7 separate regions of the Mus musculus genome follow, and all the other regions are linked to region 4. Evidence: chromatin contacts called from public HiChIP or PLAC-seq and promoter capture Hi-C data. All regions are on one chromosome and are shown on one strand. The core of a region is the stretch at or near the end of the contact, and the rest is flanking DNA. Distances in the headings are between cores, read along the strand shown. Region 1 holds the start of Dus2 (dihydrouridine synthase 2). Region 2 holds the start of Slc7a6 (solute carrier family 7 (cationic amino acid transporter, y+ system), member 6). Region 3 overlaps Smpd3 (sphingomyelin phosphodiesterase 3, neutral). Region 4 holds the start of Has3 (hyaluronan synthase 3). Region 5 overlaps Prmt7 (protein arginine N-methyltransferase 7). Region 6 holds the start of 4930506A18Rik (RIKEN cDNA 4930506A18 gene). Region 7 holds the start of Slc12a4 (solute carrier family 12, member 4).

The links. Promoter capture Hi-C pulls out the DNA fragments that hold promoters and counts their contacts. HiChIP or PLAC-seq counts read pairs in DNA pulled down with a chosen protein or histone mark.
Region 1: a contact with region 4 is called in an HNF4G HiChIP or PLAC-seq map of pancreatic cancer cells. The contact joins the promoter of Dus2 here to the promoter of Has3 in region 4. A contact is called at or near these places in 1 of 39 promoter capture datasets (liver) and 1 of 115 datasets of contacts at active chromatin or transcription factors (pancreatic cancer cells).
Region 2: an H3K27ac HiChIP or PLAC-seq map of stem cell-derived neural progenitor cells shows a contact between it and region 4, with 5 times the contacts expected there. The contact joins the promoter of Slc7a6 here to the promoter of Has3 in region 4. A contact is called at or near these places in 5 of 39 promoter capture datasets (the SN4741 cell line, hematopoietic stem and progenitor cells, hippocampal neurons and 2 more), 1 of 115 datasets of contacts at active chromatin or transcription factors (stem cell-derived neural progenitor cells) and 1 of 9 other capture datasets (liver).
Region 3: a promoter capture Hi-C map of hematopoietic stem and progenitor cells shows a contact between it and region 4, with 4 times the contacts expected there. The contact joins the enhancer-like site here to the promoter of Has3 in region 4. A contact is called at or near these places in 5 of 39 promoter capture datasets (cranial neural crest, hematopoietic stem and progenitor cells, hippocampal neurons and 1 more), 1 of 115 datasets of contacts at active chromatin or transcription factors (pancreatic cancer cells) and 1 of 9 other capture datasets (macrophages).
Region 5: a contact with region 4 is called in a promoter capture Hi-C map of liver, with 2.2 times the contacts expected there. The contact joins the enhancer-like site here to the promoter of Has3 in region 4. A contact is called at or near these places in 5 of 39 promoter capture datasets (the 3T3-L1 cell line, cranial neural crest, hippocampal neurons and 1 more).
Region 6: a contact with region 4 is called in a promoter capture Hi-C map of embryonic stem cells, with 3 times the contacts expected there. The contact joins the promoter of 4930506A18Rik here to the promoter of Has3 in region 4. A contact is called at or near these places in 5 of 39 promoter capture datasets (the 3T3-L1 cell line, the SN4741 cell line, cranial neural crest and 1 more) and 1 of 115 datasets of contacts at active chromatin or transcription factors (astrocytes).
Region 7: a FOXA1 HiChIP or PLAC-seq map of pancreatic cancer cells shows a contact between it and region 4. The contact joins the promoter of Slc12a4 here to the promoter of Has3 in region 4. A contact is called at or near these places in 1 of 39 promoter capture datasets (embryonic stem cells) and 1 of 115 datasets of contacts at active chromatin or transcription factors (pancreatic cancer cells).

The regions. Positions count from the first base shown.
Region 1 is chr8:106,010,135-106,012,834 of GRCm38.p6, forward strand. It overlaps Dus2 (dihydrouridine synthase 2), which reads left to right and starts at 1,344. Exons shown (of 16, transcript NM_025518.4): 1 at 1,344-1,444. Ddx28 (DEAD box helicase 28) reads right to left here and starts at 1,352. Exons shown (of 1, transcript NM_028038.3): 1 at 1-1,352. The coding sequence starts at 1,290.
Region 2 is chr8:106,167,559-106,170,258 of GRCm38.p6, forward strand. It overlaps Slc7a6 (solute carrier family 7 (cationic amino acid transporter, y+ system), member 6), which reads left to right and starts at 1,296. Exons shown (of 10, transcript NM_178798.4): 1 at 1,296-1,396.
Region 3 is chr8:106,307,196-106,309,913 of GRCm38.p6, forward strand. The region is part of intron 1 of Smpd3 (sphingomyelin phosphodiesterase 3, neutral); the gene reads right to left. The region is part of intron 1 of 4930506A18Rik (RIKEN cDNA 4930506A18 gene); the gene reads left to right. Among named protein-coding and RNA genes, the nearest start is that of 4930506A18Rik, 26 kb to the left of the region's middle. Within about 2 kb of position 1,331, at least 91 of the 459 cell types and tissues checked have an H3K27ac peak or open chromatin away from gene starts, as enhancers often do. A contact at or near this core is called in hematopoietic stem and progenitor cells, liver and pancreatic cancer cells, where this site is marked.
Region 4 is chr8:106,869,450-106,872,149 of GRCm38.p6, forward strand. It overlaps Has3 (hyaluronan synthase 3), which reads left to right and starts at 1,387. Exons shown (of 4, transcript NM_001331048.1): 1 at 1,387-1,502.
Region 5 is chr8:106,245,181-106,247,880 of GRCm38.p6, forward strand. It overlaps Prmt7 (protein arginine N-methyltransferase 7), which reads left to right. Exons shown (of 18, transcript NM_145404.1): 14 at 1,883-2,044. Among named protein-coding and RNA genes, the nearest start is that of Prmt7, 35 kb to the left of the region's middle. Within about 2 kb of position 1,446, at least 9 of the 459 cell types and tissues checked have an H3K27ac peak or open chromatin away from gene starts, as enhancers often do. A contact at or near this core is called in liver, where this site is marked.
Region 6 is chr8:106,280,896-106,283,595 of GRCm38.p6, forward strand. 4930506A18Rik (RIKEN cDNA 4930506A18 gene) reads left to right here and starts at 1,334. Exons shown (of 3, transcript NR_126091.1): 1 at 1,334-1,528. All of the region lies in intron 2 of Smpd3 (sphingomyelin phosphodiesterase 3, neutral), which reads right to left.
Region 7 is chr8:105,964,802-105,967,501 of GRCm38.p6, forward strand. Slc12a4 (solute carrier family 12, member 4) reads right to left here and starts at 1,314. Exons shown (of 24, transcript NM_009195.3): 1 at 1,124-1,314. The coding sequence starts at 1,238.

The DNA of each region.
Region 1 (2,700 bases), core at 94-2,593, 860 kb before region 4:
TTGCCCTTGCAGCCTTAGATGTTGAATCTTGTGGTCATCCAGAATGTACCCAAGCCAGTTCACGGTGCTGGCGCTGTTGCAGAATACCAGGACAGTTCCCGAGGGTTCCGTCTTACTTGCTTTGTCCTGCTGTTTGAGGATCTGAACCAGTTCTGTCACCTTGTCTGCTCCCTTCAGTCTCATAAATGTCTGTCTGACATGAGGCATGAGACAGTGCAGCTTGGAGCTGGTAATGGTGGTCAGACTGTCTGGACTGGTGACTTTACTCAGTAACTGGTTTAGGCCTTCTGGAAACGTGGCTCCCACCAGCACTAACTGGGCTTTGGGATTAAAGGGGTCTTCTAACTCGGCTGGACTTTCTGCTATAGGGCTCTTTTCCAAGATGTAGTCCACCAGTTCCAGGAAGCTTTCATCTAGCAGTGTGTCTACTTCATCTAGCACTATGAAGTTAAGATGCTGTAAGCTGATCAGTTGACTTTTCAGAGCCTTCCACAGCGCCCCTGGAGTAGCCACTAACACATCGGCTGCCGGTCGTCTATACAGCTGAAGTTTGAGCCTACTCATCCCGAGGCCTCCGCCAAGTTCTATCACCTGCAGGCCCAAGTACCCACCCAGTGACTGGGCCACTGCCTGCACCTGTTCGGCTAGTTCTCGGGAAGGTACCAGAACCAAGCCTCGAGGAGCCGTGAAACTGCGGGAGTCCAGGTCTGACCCTCTCAGGAGCCGCTGAAATAGGGGCAGTAGGTAGCTAAGCGTCTTGCCACTGCCAGTTTCCGCAGCGCAAAGGAGGTGGCGGCCTCGAAGCAGTGGGGGGATGGTTTTCGACTGCACTGAGGTTGGCTGCACAACTTCGGGGACAGCCTCCTGAAGCGCCAGCAGCACTCGGGGTTCCAGACCCAGGTCCACGAAGCTGCCCCGGGACGAGAGGTTCCTCAGGGCGGGCGCCTCTTGCTGCACTCGCTCTATGGAGAAATGGTCTTGCCGCGATCGCCGATGCTTCCAGCCACGGGAAGCCAGTGGCGCTCGCTCCCAACGGCCCAGCGTGAGGCGTGCGGGCTGGTTCAACTCCGGCCGCCGCGCCGAGACCAGCAGGGGACCGGGGCGCACTAGCACTGGCCGCTGCAAACTCCCACGGCCGCTCTGTCGCTGTTCCTGCCGTCGCTGCAGAGCCCGCGGAACGCGCACCACTGGCAAGGACTGGTCGGAACCGCGCACCACTAGGTTCCGTCGAGGCTCCAGAAGCAACCGTACTGCTAACGCCAGCAGCCGCGATGGCCCGGCTAAAGCCATATTTCCCTTGATGCAGAAGAGGCGCGCGCTAATGACGTCAAGCACGCCACCGTAGTCTGGAGTACGGTGGCTGGCGCGGATCAGGGTGGCGTGTGGCGCTGCAGCACCGGCTGGAAGGAGGGAGGAGGATCCTTAAGAGTTCAGTGGCTGCGAGGTCTGTAGGTTTCCACCCGGCATGGCGATGTCCAGATTGGAGTCATCTTTGGGGAAGGGTACTCGGTGGAGGCAGGAATGGGAGTCCGCAGTAGGAGGGGGCCATGGGTCCCTGGCTCAAGGAATCGAGTGAGGATGGCCTCTGTCATTTGAGTGCTTAATTTCTGATAGTCTTAACTTGTGGTCTTCATTGCCTCGCTCAGTCATCCCATAGAACTCCAAAGGTACAAAGTTCGACGATGTTTTCGTAGATATGCAATCCACTCAAAGCCTGGGTGATGCAAGTTTGCTGAGACTGAATGAATGGTAGGCCAGGGGACTGAGACAGAAGTTGGGAGTCTGGGTTTAAGCTCAACCCAGTTCTTTAGTTTAGAACCCAGAGTGCATGCTGGTGGCCTTCAGCTTATTTCGTCTTTGAAGTTAGAGAGATGGTCTCCGTTCTTTCAGGTGTAGTTTCTCAGGTTTTTTTTTTTTACACTTTGACCCTACCTCTCCAGGCAAGTTTCACCCTCCTTTCCTTGTCGTCGCCCCCCCCCCCCCCCCATGCATCTCAGCCTGGACCCATCACTCTAGCGGTCTGCTCATAGCCACTGGCTTCTCAGGCAGATTCCGAATTGCCTGACTAGAAGTAGAAAGAAGGGTCCCGTTACCCTCCTGGAGTGATGAAACTTATCTCACATAGCACCGGTCAAGCAGACTACTTGACATGAATTTAGTGGTTCAGGTTATTAAACGTTTAATTTTTTTTTTTTACTTCATACTTTTTGAACATATCTGAAAAAATGGGCATCAAGTGTCTGGAGTGGGAGATAAGGTCAATGTTTGTGGATTGATTACCTGGGAGGTTCCTAACGTCTGGAGAAAGTGTTTTAATTTCATTCATGGGCTGGTGAGTTGGCTCAGTGGGTAAGAGCACCCGACCGCTCTTCCGAAGGTCCGGAGTTCAAATCCCAGCAACCACATGGTGGCTCACAACCATCTGTAACAAGATCTGACTCCCTCTTCTGGAGTGTCTGAAGACAGCTACAGTGTACTTACATATAATAAATAAATAAATCTAAAAAAAAAAAAAGTTTAATTTCATTCATTAGAGCTGGCCCTCCATATTTATAGGTGGACCTCTGTGGAATTTTCCACTGTAGAGTGAGAATATTCATGAAAAAAAATGTGTCTGTACTAAATATGTATAGACATTTTTCTTTAATGTTACTCCCTAACAATACAGTATAACAAGTATATACATCATGTTTATATTGC
Region 2 (2,700 bases), core at 46-2,545, 700 kb before region 4:
GCTATACAGAGAAACCCTGTCTCAAAAAACAAAAAACAAAAAACCTTCTCTTCAACCATACCTAGGAGTGATCATGTCCCTGTTTTTTTCATTCATCAGGAAGGAGGAAGGAGAGCACTTTAGGAGAGGTTTAGTTAATTATTTGGTTTTTCCAAAGTTTAAGTGTAACAGAACCCTGGCTGTCCTGGACTCGATTTGTAGACCAGGATGGCCTCGAATTCACATAGAGTGACTTCCCACTGCCTCCTGAATGCTGAGATTAAAGGTATGGGCACTATTGCCCGGCACACTACTTATCTCTCAATAAGGTTTAAATCTTAAGCGAGAAATGCAGAAAGAATGGGGTCCCTTGCAAACAAACTCCCAAGTCTGTTTCTTTCAAGGTATCTGACAAGTTGTAAATATTTAGCCAGGAGATATGTTCCTCCTTTAGATGTTTCGTCCACTTGATCTCCTAGCAGGCTATTCCTGGAGGAAATACTGATTTCTTGGGTTTTTTGTTCTTGTTTTTTGTTTTTTTTTTTTTTTTTTTGTTTTGTTTTGTTTTTAAAGTCTGATAGCCTACGAGAAAAGCACAACTGTCTCGTTAGACTATATTTATCCCTGCCAGACTGGTCAGTTGTTAGAAGGTCCGGTGGAATATAAAAGGCAGGAAGTCTTAGAATGAACGCCAGCGCCACTAGAGGAAAAAGATAACCTAAAAGGAGATAGAGGAGCAACCAACGGGAGAAGAAAAGGTCAGGATGTCCCAGCATCCCCAAGAGGGGTGTCAGCAGGGTCGGGGGAGACCAGGACAAAGCGAAGAGAGCCAGAAGTGGCAGCCTTCCTGGGTCTAATGGAGTCTGAACTGAGTGTCAGAGCACCGGTCCCGGGAGTGTATTTCTTCCTGGGTTCCCGGGCTGAAGGGAGGCAGTTATCTAGATAGGGAGGCGGTCCAGAGCTCTTTGTGTCAACTGTCTGGGGTCCCACTGGGCGTGCAGTCCCCAAAGGCCAAGGAGGAGAAGGTGTGTGTGGGCCCGTTAGAGCTCCAAGCAGCAGCATCCTCACGTGGAGCCCCAGAGGCTTCAAGTGACTGCGTGGGGAGCCGGGGAGTGTCCATCCCAGGTGAGGGTGACCGCACCCCAGTCACAGCCCGCGGGGAGAGTCCGGGCGCGGCCTGCTGGAGGCTGCTCCGTAACGGTACGCGGATCGCCCAGGGCCCCGGCGTGCTCCAGTGCCCGGAAGCAACGCCGCCTGGGGCCCCCGCTCCGAGCCGGGTCCCCTGGCGGCGCGCGCTGTCGCGATCCGGTGCGAGTGACGTGGCGTGGGCGGGGCTTGAGCGGCCGCCGGGGCGACGGCGCGACCGAGCATCCTGGAAGCTCCGGGCCACGAGGAGGTAGCTGGCGAGGCCGAGGAGGTGAGGGGCTGGCTCCGGTTCGGCTCGGGGTCGTTCTGGTGTGCGGCCGAACACTCTTGCGTGGCCTCCGTGGCCGCGTGCTGGATGCGGGGCCGGAAACCGCGTGGGGCGGAGGGCGCGGGAGAGACGCGGCGGCTGAGAAGAGGACGCCGGGAGCGTGGATCCCTGGAGTGGACCGCCGTGTGAGGAAGACGCAGGCGCGCGCGCGGGCGCGTGTGTGGGGAGAGAGACCCCGAGGGTGGCTTTGTGAGTGTGCAAGATCCCGAGTGTAAGGGGGACTGTTTGTGAAAAACTGTGAGATGGTGAGTGTAAGGGGCCGTGTGTGTGTGTGTGTGTGTGTGTGTGTGTGTTTGTTTGTGTGTGTGTGTAGACGGAAAAACCCAGAGTGCGAGGAGGAAAACCGTGGGCGTGAGGGTGGCTCTGGAGTGTGTGCGACCCTGAGAGAGACGGAGACGGTGAAGGAGGTTTGAGTGTGAGAGAAGCGGGCGTGAAGGCTGAAGGACTGAGCCCTTCGCAGTCCGTGACCGTGCGAGCCTGGGTGAACCTCCCTGGAGCACTGAGAGGTGGCGGAGGAGGAGGAGGAGGAGGAGGAGGAAGAAGCCGTTGTGTGTGAGGAGGGCAGAGACAGCAGGGCGGGTGTGTGAATGCAGGAATGCAGCTTCTTGGGGGCTGTTGAAACCTCTGACTCCGGTTGGGACTTTTAGAGTGCTGAGGTATTGGCGTTTGGGAACACGGTGCTCTTACTCTTTTGAGTGTCTCCTGTATTTTGTCGTCTCATTGGACCATCTCATGTCACAATTATCAGGAAATATTTGGGAAATGTTCGGAAAATTTCTGTTACTCTGCACACCAAGCCAAAAGGCTGGTCACCGCGTTGTGTAATGGGTCAGTATAAATAGAAAACACCTAATTTAACAAGTCTTGGGGAACCAATCGAGATCACTGGGTTATGTGTTGGAGAGAATGCAATCTCCGCTGTTATTGGGGGGCGGGGAGAACGACCCCTCTCAGTTTTGGGCAGCTCATCTAACAGGCTATATATGCTCAGCTGTTTGGCTCCTTATATCTGAGAGCCAATCGATCTCGGATTTAAAGACTTAGGGGGAGCAGATTTTAAAGTCTGCAACTGCTTCCTGGGGTCATTTTTACTTCTTTACCTGGTGAGGTCCTTGAGGAATCTACCCAGGCTTCCTATTTTGTTCAAGTTCCATTGTGATTTCATACAGATAGCTTTTGCTTCCCGACATGGGTCTTAGGCTGTTTACTTGAGTTATATTTGATTTTTCTTTCCTGGCAAATGTGTG
Region 3 (2,718 bases), core at 81-2,580, 560 kb before region 4:
ATTGTCCCTGCTGGGTCTGTTTAAAGTTAGGTAACCTGAAAAGTGTAACCATGACCGCTGTATTTATATTATTCCAAGTTTGACTTTTAAGAAATATAGTAGATGTTTCTGTTAAATGGCAAATTGAGAGTCTACCTTACTATCCTTTATATTCTTTAAATGAAGAACCTAATTTCAAGAGATGCACAAATTACATGTAATTTGTATTGTCTTGGATGGTCTGTGTCTTTAGCTTTTCTTTTTAGGTCATGGGAGACCTGTCGTAGATCATTAGGTATTTAATATGACATGTTTTGCTTTGCGAAGTAAAAGAGGAAGGGAGGTTTGTTTGGATCAGATACAAACAGCTTTGCCCCCACATGTGTCCAGCAGCCTGATTCAGTATTAAATCTCTGAAATGATTGATTATCCATTAGGGAAGCTATTTACAGAGTTCATTACAGCAGATTCAAACTGACAACATCTGTGTGGCCAGGGCGGCAAGTCAAGCCAGGCAGAACCGAAAGGCTTTGAACAGAGCTGTTGGTTCTGCTTTCTGTGGGCCATAGACACCAAACTTTCAGGAAGGAAAGTTACAGGTTGCTGTGGCCACTGTGCTTGGTGATCAGGCATGGTCACCAAGGAGCCAGCTGCTTCCTGTGGACAGGATGTACCAAGGAGAACTCCCAGGAATGAAAGTGGTCAGGAAGCCTGGCTCAGAGCCAGCCCCTCTCCTCTGCTCTATACCTCATGTGCCTTCATTTAAAGAATATAAGGGATATAAAGATATAAGGGATATAAAGATATAAGGGACAGTAAAGAGGAACCTCACGGCGATGTTTAACATAAGCACCTGATATATTTCTTAAAAGTCAAACTTGGAATAATATAAATACAGCGGTCATGGTTACACTTTTCAGGTTACCTAACTTTAAACAGACCCAGCAGGGACAATTGTAAGCCTTAGGCTAGTGTCCACAGACAGATCTGGAAACCTTCGGGAAGCCCACCCTTGGACACACCATCTGCAAAGCTGCAGAGCTGGTTCAGGTGGCAGCTGGAGCCTTGCACTGCTGATGGAGCAGGAGAGCCTGCAGTCTCCTGCAGGTTATCCCAGAGGCCCCTTTATGTCTCTGCTTCCCCGGGACCTCCAACCCTCAAATATGTCAGGCCCACACTTCCCCACCCTCCCCTCCACAGGTCACTCCAGCTGGCTTCACCCTGAGTCCCTCCTGACCCCCTTCTCTGGCAAACTTTACAAAGTCCAAGTTTAAGGCTGTTATCATCGTCTAACCTGCAGATTTCCTGTTAACAGCACCACCCAACTGTGCCGATGCTGCCTTGTCCTTGTGTGCTGAGCAAACTGTTTACTTTGGCTCGTACACCAGGAAGTAGTAATACTGCTAAAGCTAGGTGCTCTCTGGAGCTTTTATTCAGGAGTGTGTGTGTGTGTGTGTGTGTGTGTGTGTGTGTGTGTGTATGTGTGTGTATTAGGTTTAACAGGCTGAGGTTATTGTTATCTGTGATAAGAGGAACAGCCTTAGGGCTTGAGAGCAGAGGCCCTCTGTCCTGTATGGCCAGTCTAAGTGGAACGCCTGGTGCTAGAGGGTACATAAGCCTCAGTGAGCTCTATGCTAGAAAGTTGTCTTCTGATTGTTGTCTTCTGATTGTTGTCTTCTGATTGTTGCCTTCTGATTGTTGCCTTCTGATTGTTGCCTTCTGATTGTTGCCTTCTGATTGTTGCCTTCTGATTGTTGCCTTCTGATTGTTGCCTTCTGATTGTTGTCTTCTGATTGTTGTCTTCTGATTGTTGTCTTCTGATTGTTGGGCAATGGTCATGAATGCTGCACCCAAAGCCCACTGGCAATATCTCACAGCTGTGTCCCCCTCCCCGGCTTGATTAAGGTTAAGCCCCTATTCAAGGGTGGTTGGTGACAAATGACAGGCAGATGGGGAGGGAATACAAGGCCAGGCCCCTTGGGCTGTCTTTGGGACAGTTCTAAAGAGCCATTTCAGCTACCACACTCCCTAAAGAACCATTGAGATTTCTACTGCAACCAATTTGGGATCATTTCTTATGCCTCTGCCCAATCCAATCCCACTTTCATTTCCTTGAACTCACTACAAAGCTGTGCAGGCTCAAGAGATCCAGATCTGGACAGCTGCATGGCTCAGCTGAGAGAGGCTAAACTACACATCCTCCTAGTCCTCTACATCCTCCAGAGCTACCTTGGCTAAGCCGTGATGGGGCTGCTGATGGGAGCCAGGAGAACAAAGGCCCCTTTAATTCTTCTGCTCTGTGCTTTTAGGTTAAAGCCTCCCAAGGGTGCCACTTGGGGTGCATTTGTTTTGGGGACCTGAAATTAGGAAAATTGGTGCTTTTAAAGTCTTTGGTCCATTTTGTTTTATGTTTATGCTGCAAATACCAACAATGGGAGGAGATCCCTGTTGCCCCTTGCCCCCACAACATGGCTGCAGAAAGCTTGGGGCCCAGTCAGAGACCTGTCGCTGGCAGAAGAAAGATCCTGGCATCTTCGAAGTGTCTTTAGCTTGTCTTCCTCATTTTGTCTTTTTGTGTCTTGCTGTGTCTCACATCTCCCTCTTTACCCCAAATGCCATGTGGAACAAAGTAAGGTATAAACAAACACATACAGTCGTGTGTTGTCAGACAGACATGTTTGCTTGGCAAGAGTTAGGGACATCTGTCAAGACACAGCTACTCCAGATCAGTTGATTCAG
Region 4 (2,700 bases), core at 137-2,636:
GGGCTAGAACTTTGACAAAGCATGCACAGAGCTCAGGATTCAGTCCCCATCAGTGAATAAACTGGGTGTGGTGGCCCTCATCCTTCTCTTCGGAGTTAAAGAGGATAAGAAGTTCAGGTTTATCTATCCTTGGCTATATGGGAAGTTCAAAGGCCTATCCCGGGCTACAGACTCTGTCTCAACAAAACAAACTCACTCACTGCCCAGCCCTTTAGCCCATGCAGTGGTGTTTCTCCTGAATGAAGCAGGGTGAAAGGTTTTGATTTTGTCTGTCAGGGTGGGAGTGGGCGGAGCAGGGGCCCAGGGTGGCTGTGTTGTGGATTCTGTGGCTAAGTGACCTATGGGCATGTCTGAGAGGGATGGCTTCCTGACTGGAGCAGCTCACATGCCTATTAAATTGTTTCCGCCTGCGAAGTTATCTCTGACGGTTGGAGGACCCATAAATTCATTTTTAAAACTAGTCTTTAATTACAATTTCTCTTCAGGTTTTTCTGAGATGTAAAACCTCGAGATCTCCAGCTGGTTCTAGAGTTTCTACCTCTAACAAACACTCTTCTCCCCTGGACTCCCTCTCGGCTTCACCTCACCGGAGGAGTCTACACCAACTTCCAGGGACCACGGAACTGCCAGCGAGGATGTCGGATGGGGACCTAAGAGGTCGGGACGTGGGAAAGAAAGGTGGGGAGGAAGAGCCGTTTGGGCTTTAAGACCGGAACCTCCTGGATTCCTGCTAGACCAATCTGCAGCTTTTGCAAACAGCCTTAAAGTCATCAGCGCCCCGCTGCGGAATTCAAAGCTCAGCTTGTCATAATAGTTAACACCTTCTTTGACCAGCCTCCTTTTATTTGACAATTTTTCTTTTCTGTCCCTCTCTGTTGCCACCGGGAAGGTTTTTAGGGAGTCCCCTCACATAGCGAGCCGCCCCTTGGCGTTCAGAAGATTTTCTGGGGTAGCCCGTTTGCAGGGTGAGTAGGTTTCCAGGTTTCGGGAGCGGGGCGTGGGGGCGGGGATGGACATGAACGATTTTGTAGGTCCCCACTGGTCATCCGGAAAGTTAACGATGCTTCAGGTACTAGGCTAGGGACAATGACAGCCTTTCCAAGGCTGCTGGCCCGGAGGTCGGCGTGGAGCAGCTGAGCCTTGGGCTGCACTGGGGGTCCCTAGTTTTCTAGAGGCAGAGGTTGCGACTCTCGATTCGGAGGGGCTAGGTCCACGACAGACCCCGAGTCTGGCGAGCGCCAGCCGGTGGCCGGGCACCGGGCGCTCCCGCGGGCTCCGGGAGCCCTCCCACTCTTGCCAACTTTCCCTGCCCTGGTGCCGGAGGAGGGCGCCTTTCCCAGTGGGTCGCGCGCGATACTTAAGGCGGCTCTGCTGGGCAAGGCGGTCGTCAGTCGGAGCCCCAGCGGCACCGTGGAGGCAGTGCGCGGCGGCGGGAGCCGGAGGAGGAGCATGGAGCCGCCGCGGGCCTGCTGAGCACCGGAACGCCGGCAGCCGGCGGCACGGTGAGCGCACCCAAGGGGCCGGAGCCTCTTACCGCGACCTGGGGACCCTGGGGCTCCGGCCGCTCAATGCTTCCCGGCGGCAGTCGCTTGCACCATGTTCCCTACCCCCTCCTCCCTTTCTTCCGACATCCTGGGCTCCCGCAGCCTCTCCTCCCTTCCTCCCTTGCGGCTCTTGTTTTGTGAATGAATTGGGGGTGGAGGGAGGCTGTGCGGGGAGCGAGGCTAGAGTGCCCCTCCCCCCAACTCACGCCCGCAGGGGGTTCACACCTGCGGGGACACCGAGATCTCCAGCGATCTGGTCCCTACAGCACAGGTTTGTGAGATGAGTTCCTCCTCCTTGCCGGTTCAGAGAGGTCCAAGGGTGCCTAGGAGAGATTGGAGGAGCTCCAGCCGCTAGTGCAAGTTTCTGTACTGCCGTGCGTGAGCCCGGCTGCAGGGCGCACCTGTCAGTGGGAGAGTTGCTGTTAATCTTGCAGCCCTCAAAGTTCTACTGCTGGGTAGGGAGGTGTGCGTCCTTGCCTGGAGGTTTTTATTTCTTTTCATTGTCCTATGGGACATGGATCCCGTAAAGCGCCCCCACCCTCGTGCCCTTGAATCTAAGTGCGCCTTAGCTAGCCTGGGCGAGCTTTCTTGGATCTCTTTTGAGAGGATGGAGGAAGCGGCCCAGGATATAAGATCACATTCTGGTTAACCGGCTTGGGGAAATACAGTGTCCTCTCTGGGCAGAGGACCTCAACAAGAGCCCGTGCCAGAGCCTGACTGTACATAGAATATCCAGCTGCAGAACCTTCCTGGGTCTTCTGTAGGGAGATGGGTACCTCTTAATTCCTGAGGGGGAGGGGGTCTGGCCCCCGGATGGAGGGGGCTGGCAACTGCAGGGATGCTGCCTTTGTTTGCAGGCACTCCTTTGCCAAGGTACCTGGGGCCCTGAGAAGATGAGTAGGGTCTGGGCTGGCAGTTGTTCCTTGGCTTTTCCGTTCCTTCCCAGCAGAGTCGTGGGAAACCTGCACGTGGGTGTGGCTGTGTGGCTTTAGCCAGCGGGGTGAAGCTCAAGCCGGGTGAGGAGCGTGGCGAGAGCTTCCTTAGCTGCCTTGGACCTGACCGGACAGCCTCTGGAACTGCACCGAGGCGGGGCGCCAGGACGCAGGTTGCTGGGCCAGCCACAGCACCTCCCGTCCCTTCCCAGAACGAGGCGGGC
Region 5 (2,700 bases), core at 196-2,695, 620 kb before region 4:
TCATCCCACTGAGATCTTCCTACTTCTGCCTCCCGAGTTCTGGGATTAAAGGCCTGTGTCACCATGGCTAGTTGTGTGTAACTTCTTTTTTTTTTTTTTTTTTTCCATTTTTTATTAGGTATTTAGCTCATTTACATTTCCAATGCTATACCAAAAGTCCCCCATACCCACCCACCCCCACTCCCCTACCCACCCACTCCCCCTTTTTGGCCCTGGCGTTCCCCTGTACTGGGGCATATAAAGTTTGCGTGTCCAATGGGCCTCTCTTTCCAGTGATGGGTGTGTAACTTCTTAAGAAGCCACTGAGGGCTGGGGAGATGAGAGCACTGGCTGCTGCTCTTCCAGAGGACCTGGGTTCCATCCCTAGCACCCACATGGTGGCTCACAGCTGTCTGTAACTCCAGTTGCATTTCTGACATTTACACAGACATACACGCAGACAAAACACCAATGCACATAAAGAAAAGAACATTATAAAGAAAAGAAGCAACGACTGCTGCACTGTTGTCCAGCAAGTGTGCGAGGATTCCTTGTGTGTCCTCTCCTTTTGAGTGGGAACACACTCGCTGTCGTTGTGCTTTGACTTTGTTTCTTCTTGATAGCCAGTAATCGTGAGCATCTTTTCATGTTCTTGTCAGCTGTGTGTAAGTCTCAGTTGATGATGTGTGTAAGCCTCTTGCCTATTTCCCCTCATGCTTTTTATAAAATGACAGCTGGGATTTATCCATACAGCATACAAGTCACTCATTTAAAGTGTATGGCCAAGTGAGGTAACTGTGAAGTATGCGGCTATCACCAGGTCAGCTTGAGGGCATTTTTATGACCCTCAAAGATACTCTTTTTCTATTGGTGGCCACACTCATGTGTTCCCACACTCTAGGCCGCCACTAGTTTACTCTCTGTCTCTGGGGGTTTGCCTATTCTAGATGAATAATATATTTGAAATCATATACTACATGGCCCTTTGTAACTGACTTCTTACATTTAACATATTCAAGGCTCCATATACATTGTAGTTTCAGGGTGAACCCTGGTCTGACTTGTGCTGTGTCCATTGCCCGTCCTCTGCTTCCCGTTCACTGAGGCCATGGAGAGTCTCAGACCCTGCCTGGGCTTTCCCGACCCACACAGCCTGAGTGCTGTAACGTTCCCTTGGAGTGTCGCCAGTCACCTTTCTACTTGCAGTGTTCTGCCTGTATACCTCATGGTCCTTAGAAGGATCTTTTAAAGTACATGCTCTATCTTTTGAATCCCTGGCTAAAGCTTTTAGGAAGGCCTCTTGCCTTCAGGGCAAGTTGGGCCTCCTTAGCTATTTGGATCCTGGCTGGTCTGGACTCCTCTTGCTGGCCTGCCCACATCCTCTCCTGACTTAGGTCTAGAGGGCCTTGCTCTCACTCACACCCTTGCTTGGTCTCTGCCCTTCGGTCTGACTTCTGACTCTTAGACATAAATCTGTTTGCTTATTTCACAAATGGTGATGGAAATGCCGTCTGCCAGGGACCTTGCTGCCAGTGTCCACATCTGCTTGGGTTCATTGACAATGACATGTTGTTCATCTGGTATGGATACACTGGGGTGAAACAGTCGTTTGTGGATTGGCAGAATTCCTTCAGGAAGCCCTCTCTGAAGCGCCTGCATGCACTAACCGCGGCTTCTTTCCAGTGACGACTGCCCCCTCCCCTGTTTGTGTCCTTCCTCTGTTCTGCTGTCCTCTGTGTCCTCAGGAGCATGCTCATTTGTTAACTGAGGGAATGAATGAGTAAATGAATGAGTGAATGAATGGACGGAGAGACGGACTGTTACATGCTCCCGTGAAATTGCCGAGTGCCCCTCACGTGTTAGCTTCACTCCTGACACTTGGTTTTTCCTGTCCTGTTGCCAGGTCTCCCTCCTCCTGGGTGAACCCTTTTTCACCACCAGCCTGCTGCCATGGCACAACCTGTACTTCTGGTATGTCCGTACCTCTGTGGACCAGCACCTAGCACCTGGAGCTGTGGTGATGCCTCAGGCTGCCTCACTGCATGCCGTGATTGTGGAGTTCAGGGTAAGTGACCCAGGACTCTATGGAAAAGCAACAGGGTGGGGAGGCTGTGTGCCCGAGAGTCCTTGAGTGCAGAGGGAGCAGCTTGGGCCCTGCCGACGACACTTTTCTTTTCTGCATCAGTGGCTGCACTTTTAAAAAGCAGTAATTTGACATATGAAATGGAAATGACTGTGTGTTGTCATTTTACAATTGTGGCTTATCAGAATAATTAAAGACATAAATTAAGTGTTTCAGGAGGCACGCTCTGACTGTGCAGCTCGCCGTGCTCTTAGGAGAATGGAGGCCGCGGCTGTTAGAGCGTTCCGAGAAGGGGACTTCTCTTTTTTTATGCAAGAAGGAATTGAAAAGCTTCATTTTAATTCTCTCATCAAAGCAGAAGCACAGTAGTCACCAAGTCATTTTGGGAAAGGCATTTTTTTATTAAAAGGATTTTGAAGTGCTTTGTACCTGAAATGGAGAGTGAATCACATTTGATATTCTTGTAAGAGAATGGCTCTATCTGTAGCCTCATGCTTCCATCTCTTAATTTCTGGGCATTTTTCTGTTATTTACCCAATGGAATTTCCATACGGGTCTTGGCTCTCGTGACTGAAGAGTGGCTGTAGAAAAGTGTGCTTATTCTAACCTGGCTAAGGCAGGAGATGAACTGTCCAGAG
Region 6 (2,700 bases), core at 84-2,583, 590 kb before region 4:
TGAGGAGGGGCCTCTTGGGCCTTGTGTCCTTGCCTCTGGAGACAGGAGGTCCAAGCAATCAGGACCTGAAAGGGTGATGAGCCGGTGACTGGAACAAGACGGCCACACAGGCGAGCAGGGTACAAAGACCTCACAGGAGGTGCTGCCACACCCTCACTGGACTTGGGTGTGAGTATCCTAACAGAAGTGCAGCCAGAGGGGATGAGGGCGGGGTTTAGGCAACAGAAAGTGAGGAAGATTGACAGGTGGGAAGGGCTCCAAGTGAGATGGATGACCCTTCCACATGGGCTGCTGCACCCAGGCAAGCCCTTAGTGTGCAGGTTAAAAAGGGGTGCAGCAGAGAAGCAAATGCAGAGTCCTGCCGTGGGCCGGGAGTTGCTCTGGTAGGTGAAGCCATAACAATCAGGACCCTCTCTGGCAGCTTTGTGTAATCTCTGCCTCCCAGGTATAGAGGGGTGGGGAAGCAGGAGAGTGCCGAGGCCAAACTTGATCAGGAAAGGGTTGGTGGTCAACTCCTTGGCTGGAGTTCAGGAAGAAAGAAGAGTTGTGAGGAAGAACCAGAGGGATTTGTAGCCGTTAGGAGAGAAAGGTGGACATACCAGCAGAAGGAAGGAAGGCTGAGTGGGTACACGGCCTCCGAGGTACAATTGGGAGGGTATTCAGGGAGTGGAGGCCTTAGGACATAATGCTACAGCTTACCTATACCACCTCAGCTTTCCCAGCCCAGGGACCGTGGCCCTATGCCCTAGGGAAGGTGTCCTCTCTCTTTTATAGGTCTGGCTCCTGGCCCTCCAGCTCTGCCCAGGCCTCATGTGAGAGCCACACCCCCGAATCACTGGCCAGTCCTTGGCTGTCACCACCTATGCCTTGATCGTGGTCTATCAAGCTCATCCTGTACCCAACATAGCAAGAGCAGCTCTCCTCTTGTCTTCCTCCTTCACCTCCACTGTTCTGCTCGGTCTTAAGCCCCTGTATCATCCACACAACCTGAGAAGGGTTCCCACATTTCTTAGAGACCCCTGTTATTGAATGAATCTGACATCTGAGACTGAATTCATCTTTTCTTGGAAGCACTGGTAGGAATGTCTTATAGTTTAGCTCCCCCTGGGTAAGATATAAGCTCCAGAGAAAACCTGCTTCTTCTCCAGCTATCTGTCCAGCTGGGGAAGGTCTTGAGCAAGTCTCTTAACCTTTGAGCCTCCAACACCCCTCCCCTGGAACATTGAGGGATGATGCAGGGTCTTGGCTCCCCATGACTAACATCAAAGGAACTTGTCTATTCCAGAACAGGGTGGGAAGAAAGAAGCCCATAGTTCTAGGTTCTATTCAAAGCGACTCTGGATTCTCCAGAGGCCCTAGTTCCAAAAGGCCTAGTACCCTGGCCTTTTCTATCAGAGAAAAGATCCTGCCCCAACCCTATCCTCAGGACTTCAGCCCAGTGGAAACTGAGAAGTTATCTTGCTGACCCGGCCTCTTGGAGGAGACCCTGATCCCTAGCCTTGGAATCCTGCCTTTTTACCCTTGACAGGTGGGTGATTCAAGAACACGGGCTAGCATTCCTCTGTAAGTGATCTTATAGGAGCCAGGCTCCACCCGACCCACAGAAGCCTGTGTGACTCTCAGCCTCTACTCCCTTTGGGCCATCCTTCCCAAGACGTCAAGGCAGTCAGGACCTGAAAGGAGATGAGCTAACCAGAGTGGTGACCTGAACAATCTCTGAAACTCAAGCTAGCCACGGTGGGAGGTACTCACTCCAGTCTCTCAGTACTGTCCGTCAGGTAGTCTTTGCCGTCCTACAGTTTACCAAATTGTCACCCGACAACTGCATAGCTCCTTCGGTCCCAAAATTCCCTGCATGTATTTTCCAAGTAGAACTAAATGACAAGAGCTGGTTCTAGGAAGGGGTTTCTGAAGGGAAATGAAATCTTGGTAACCTTGACATTTATAGGCCCCCTTTTCAAAGAGAAAATTCTATGAGATAATTGATATTCTGAGCCAGACCTTGTTTTGAAATGTGCTCTCCCCTGCCCATTCACAAACTACACCCTTTCTTCCTCTTTGAAAATAGGGTCGTATCAAGTCAAGTAATAGAAATGGGAACAATTCAATCAGAGCCTTCCTCTGCCAACTATATCCCAGCATACTCCCAGGTAGGGGCAGAATCAGTTCTTGCCCCAACCCCCGTCAGCGACATCATTTAGTACACACCAGTTGGAAGGAAATGGCATCAGTTGGAAGTGGTGAAACAGAAGGACCTTTCATCCCTGGGTGAGTGGCGCAGGCTGCTCTGCTCTCCTGGTTCTGGAAGCTGGCTGTGTCTGGCTGGGAGTCAGGGCCCCTAGCTTAAATAGGCAGCGGTAGCTGGGGGGGGGGGGGGGCGCATGAAAAGAGGGCCATTTACCCAGCACAGCAAAGCAGGGGCCGAGGAGCCAGCAGTGGTCCAGACATGCGCCTGCTCAGACCACAGACCGGTACCTGAGGTGACCCTTGTTGGATTTGTAGCTCCAAGTGAGACTACGGTCCCTGGAGGCTCCAAGTGCGGTCAGGTTCCTGGATGCTTCTGCCTCTCCCGGATGACAAAACCAACTGGAGTTGAATGGGCTATTCCCTAGAATCACCGGCAGCTCAGGCAGGATACCCTCTCCCAAGCGACAGCTTATACTTTTCTGAAACAAAGGTAACTCTAACTTCACGTCTATA
Region 7 (2,700 bases), core at 64-2,563, 900 kb before region 4:
CTGTATGTCCACATGGCAGGCAGGTCATTCAGTCACCGTTCACATGAAGCACAGACTACCCCTCAAGCATGTCACCATCACAGACCTATCAGATAGCCTCCGATACCATCACCAGACACAACACACATTTCCTACACCTTTCTATCACGGTCAGCCTCAGACATCACAGGCATTTGTTATCATAGCACCAGGCTCATCACTGGCAGCCTTCCTGGAAACAGTAGCCATAAGGACGTCCTGACCTGACCCTGTGATACTCAGCGACACACGTGCATTTACACATGCCTGGACAGCTATACAGACAGACACATATAACCAGGACCGTTCCCATTCCAAGTGTGAGGAGCCTCCGTGGGTGGAAGATGGAGAGATGGGGCACTGGAAGGGAGAAAGGGTTTACCTCTATAACCAGCCCTGATACCTAGGTTAAGGCACTACATTCTCATATCCGGGTTTGAATCCCACTGGAACAAGTTACATAACTCTTCCCCACCGCCCTTCACTCCTTCCTAAGTGCGAGTAACAGAACCTGTCCCATGGGGGAGGTTGGGAGGATTAAAGCGAGTTGCTTCATGTACAGTGCCTAGACAAGCCTGGCCCCGTGTGACTGCTCCCTAGGTGTCCATGATACGCACAGATCTACGTAGACCAAGGCCAACACAGGCTCTTCAGCGAGCACACCCTTTGCTCCTACCGGGCCAGTGTGCAAGGAGGCAGGGGTAGGGAAAGGACAAGAGAGGGGCGGTGAGTCATAGAGGAAGAGAGGGTGACACTCAAGAGGATGGGGGCGATTCACAGAAAGTGAGGAAGCTACAATCCAGGCTTCCATTGGACCCAGACCCGTGGCGCGTTCGGCGCCAGCCTAAGCAAGGCAGCCCGTTACCCGGCCTCCCAAGGCGGCCACGTCTGCAGCCCCCGCCCGCGGCCCTCGGGGGAGGAGCTGGGAGTGGGTGGAGGACGACCTAGCCCGGGAGTCCCGGACCAAAAAGACTCATCGGTCTGAGCGCGCAAGGAGCAAGAAAAGTGGAGTCCTGCATGGACGTCTGCGCGCGCGGTCCGAAGGCGCGAGTCCCGTGTAGATGCCCCCCGTCCCGGCCACAGCCCCCGCCGGGCGCACCCTCACCGTCCGAGTCTTCCCGCTCGGCGCGCTCGCCGTAGTCCACCCAACTGAGCCCCTCGAGGTTGTCATAGTCGCCGCGTCGCGGCCCGTCCACCGGCACCACGGTGAAGTGAGGCATCGCGCGCGCTTGGCCCGCGGTCCCGGCCTCCAGCCGGCAGTCCCCGCCGCCCCAGGCTGGCCCGCCCCGCCCGCTCGCATTCCACCCCGCTGCGCTCACTTCCTCCACCCGCCCCCCGGGCCGCCCCTCGGGGGCGGGGAGCAGGAGGGGCTCGGGTCGGCTCCTCCCCGAGGGGGGATGAGAGGACCCCGGGAACGAAGTACTCTAGCTGCTGGAGGGTAGGGTTCCTGTGTGTCTTTGGGTAAGGGGTTGCCCTCTCTGAGCCCCAAATGCGATACTTAATAAAGTGAGGGAAAGTATTTTAACTTTTAGGGGTATTATGATGGTGAGACGGGGCGCAGGGTGCACTGGCTCTGTTCCCTGAATCTAATTAGCTCTCAGTCACTTTTTGTTATTTAGCGGGAAAGCTAGCAGGACCTGGTCAATGTCACAGTGACCACCCCAAACCTCCTCAAGTCTTTCATCACCCTCACATACATACTCTTCCATAGCGGGAAAGCTAGCAGGACCTGGTCAATGTCACAGTGACCACCCCAAACCTCCTCAAGTCTTTCATCACCCTCACATACATACTCTTCCATTACCATCATTTCTCTCTAACGCTTCTCCAGGACTTTGGTAGCCTACGGTCTCTCCCTCAGTTCTGCTCGCTGCAGCCTCTCCCTTAGCAGGTGGTTGAAGATCGTATGCCCTTCCTAGAGGAGTCCGCTCCCTCCTCGCTAGAGGTTACACCGGCCCATCCCTCATCGACACTTTGGGATAGCCCAGTTATCTCATTTGAACTTGCTCCTTCATAACCTCACCTCCTGGAGGTTCCTGCACCCGAGTCCTTTCCTTTCTTGGTGCTAACTTCTTTCACACTCAGATAACTTACCTAGTCGCCTTGACTTGAGAATTTTTATCTTTCTGAGTTGTTCTTTTGGCCTCTTCCCCCACCCCACCCCGCTTCCTTCCTATCAGAAAGCTCCAGGGCTCATCTTTCTGCTCTATCTCCATTCTTTCTCCCTTTCTGGTGTAGCCTTTAGAATTTGGGCTGACTCTAGAATCCGCGCCCTCTGCTGCCACCCGCCAGCCCCAACTGCCTGGGTGGGCCGCTCGGCTAGGACCTCCCTGAAGCAGCTCAACAACTAACCCTTCCCAGTCAGCTCTTCCGGGCTGCAATCGGCCTCCCTCTCTTTCTGGCACCTTTAACTGCTTTCCAGCTGTGCGCGCGTGCTCTCGGCTCTGCATCTCCTATCCTGCACTCTCTGTATAGAAGGCTCACTGGTTACAAGCTTTTGTTGTTCTTGCCCCAGACCCAAGTTCAGTCCCCAGCACCCACATCAGGTAGCTTATGACTGCATATGTCTCTAGCTCCAGGGGATCTGATGCCCTCCAGCTCCCTCAGACTGTACCAGGGTTCACACACACACACACACACACACACACATTTAAATTTACCTTTAAAATTGAAAAATAAACT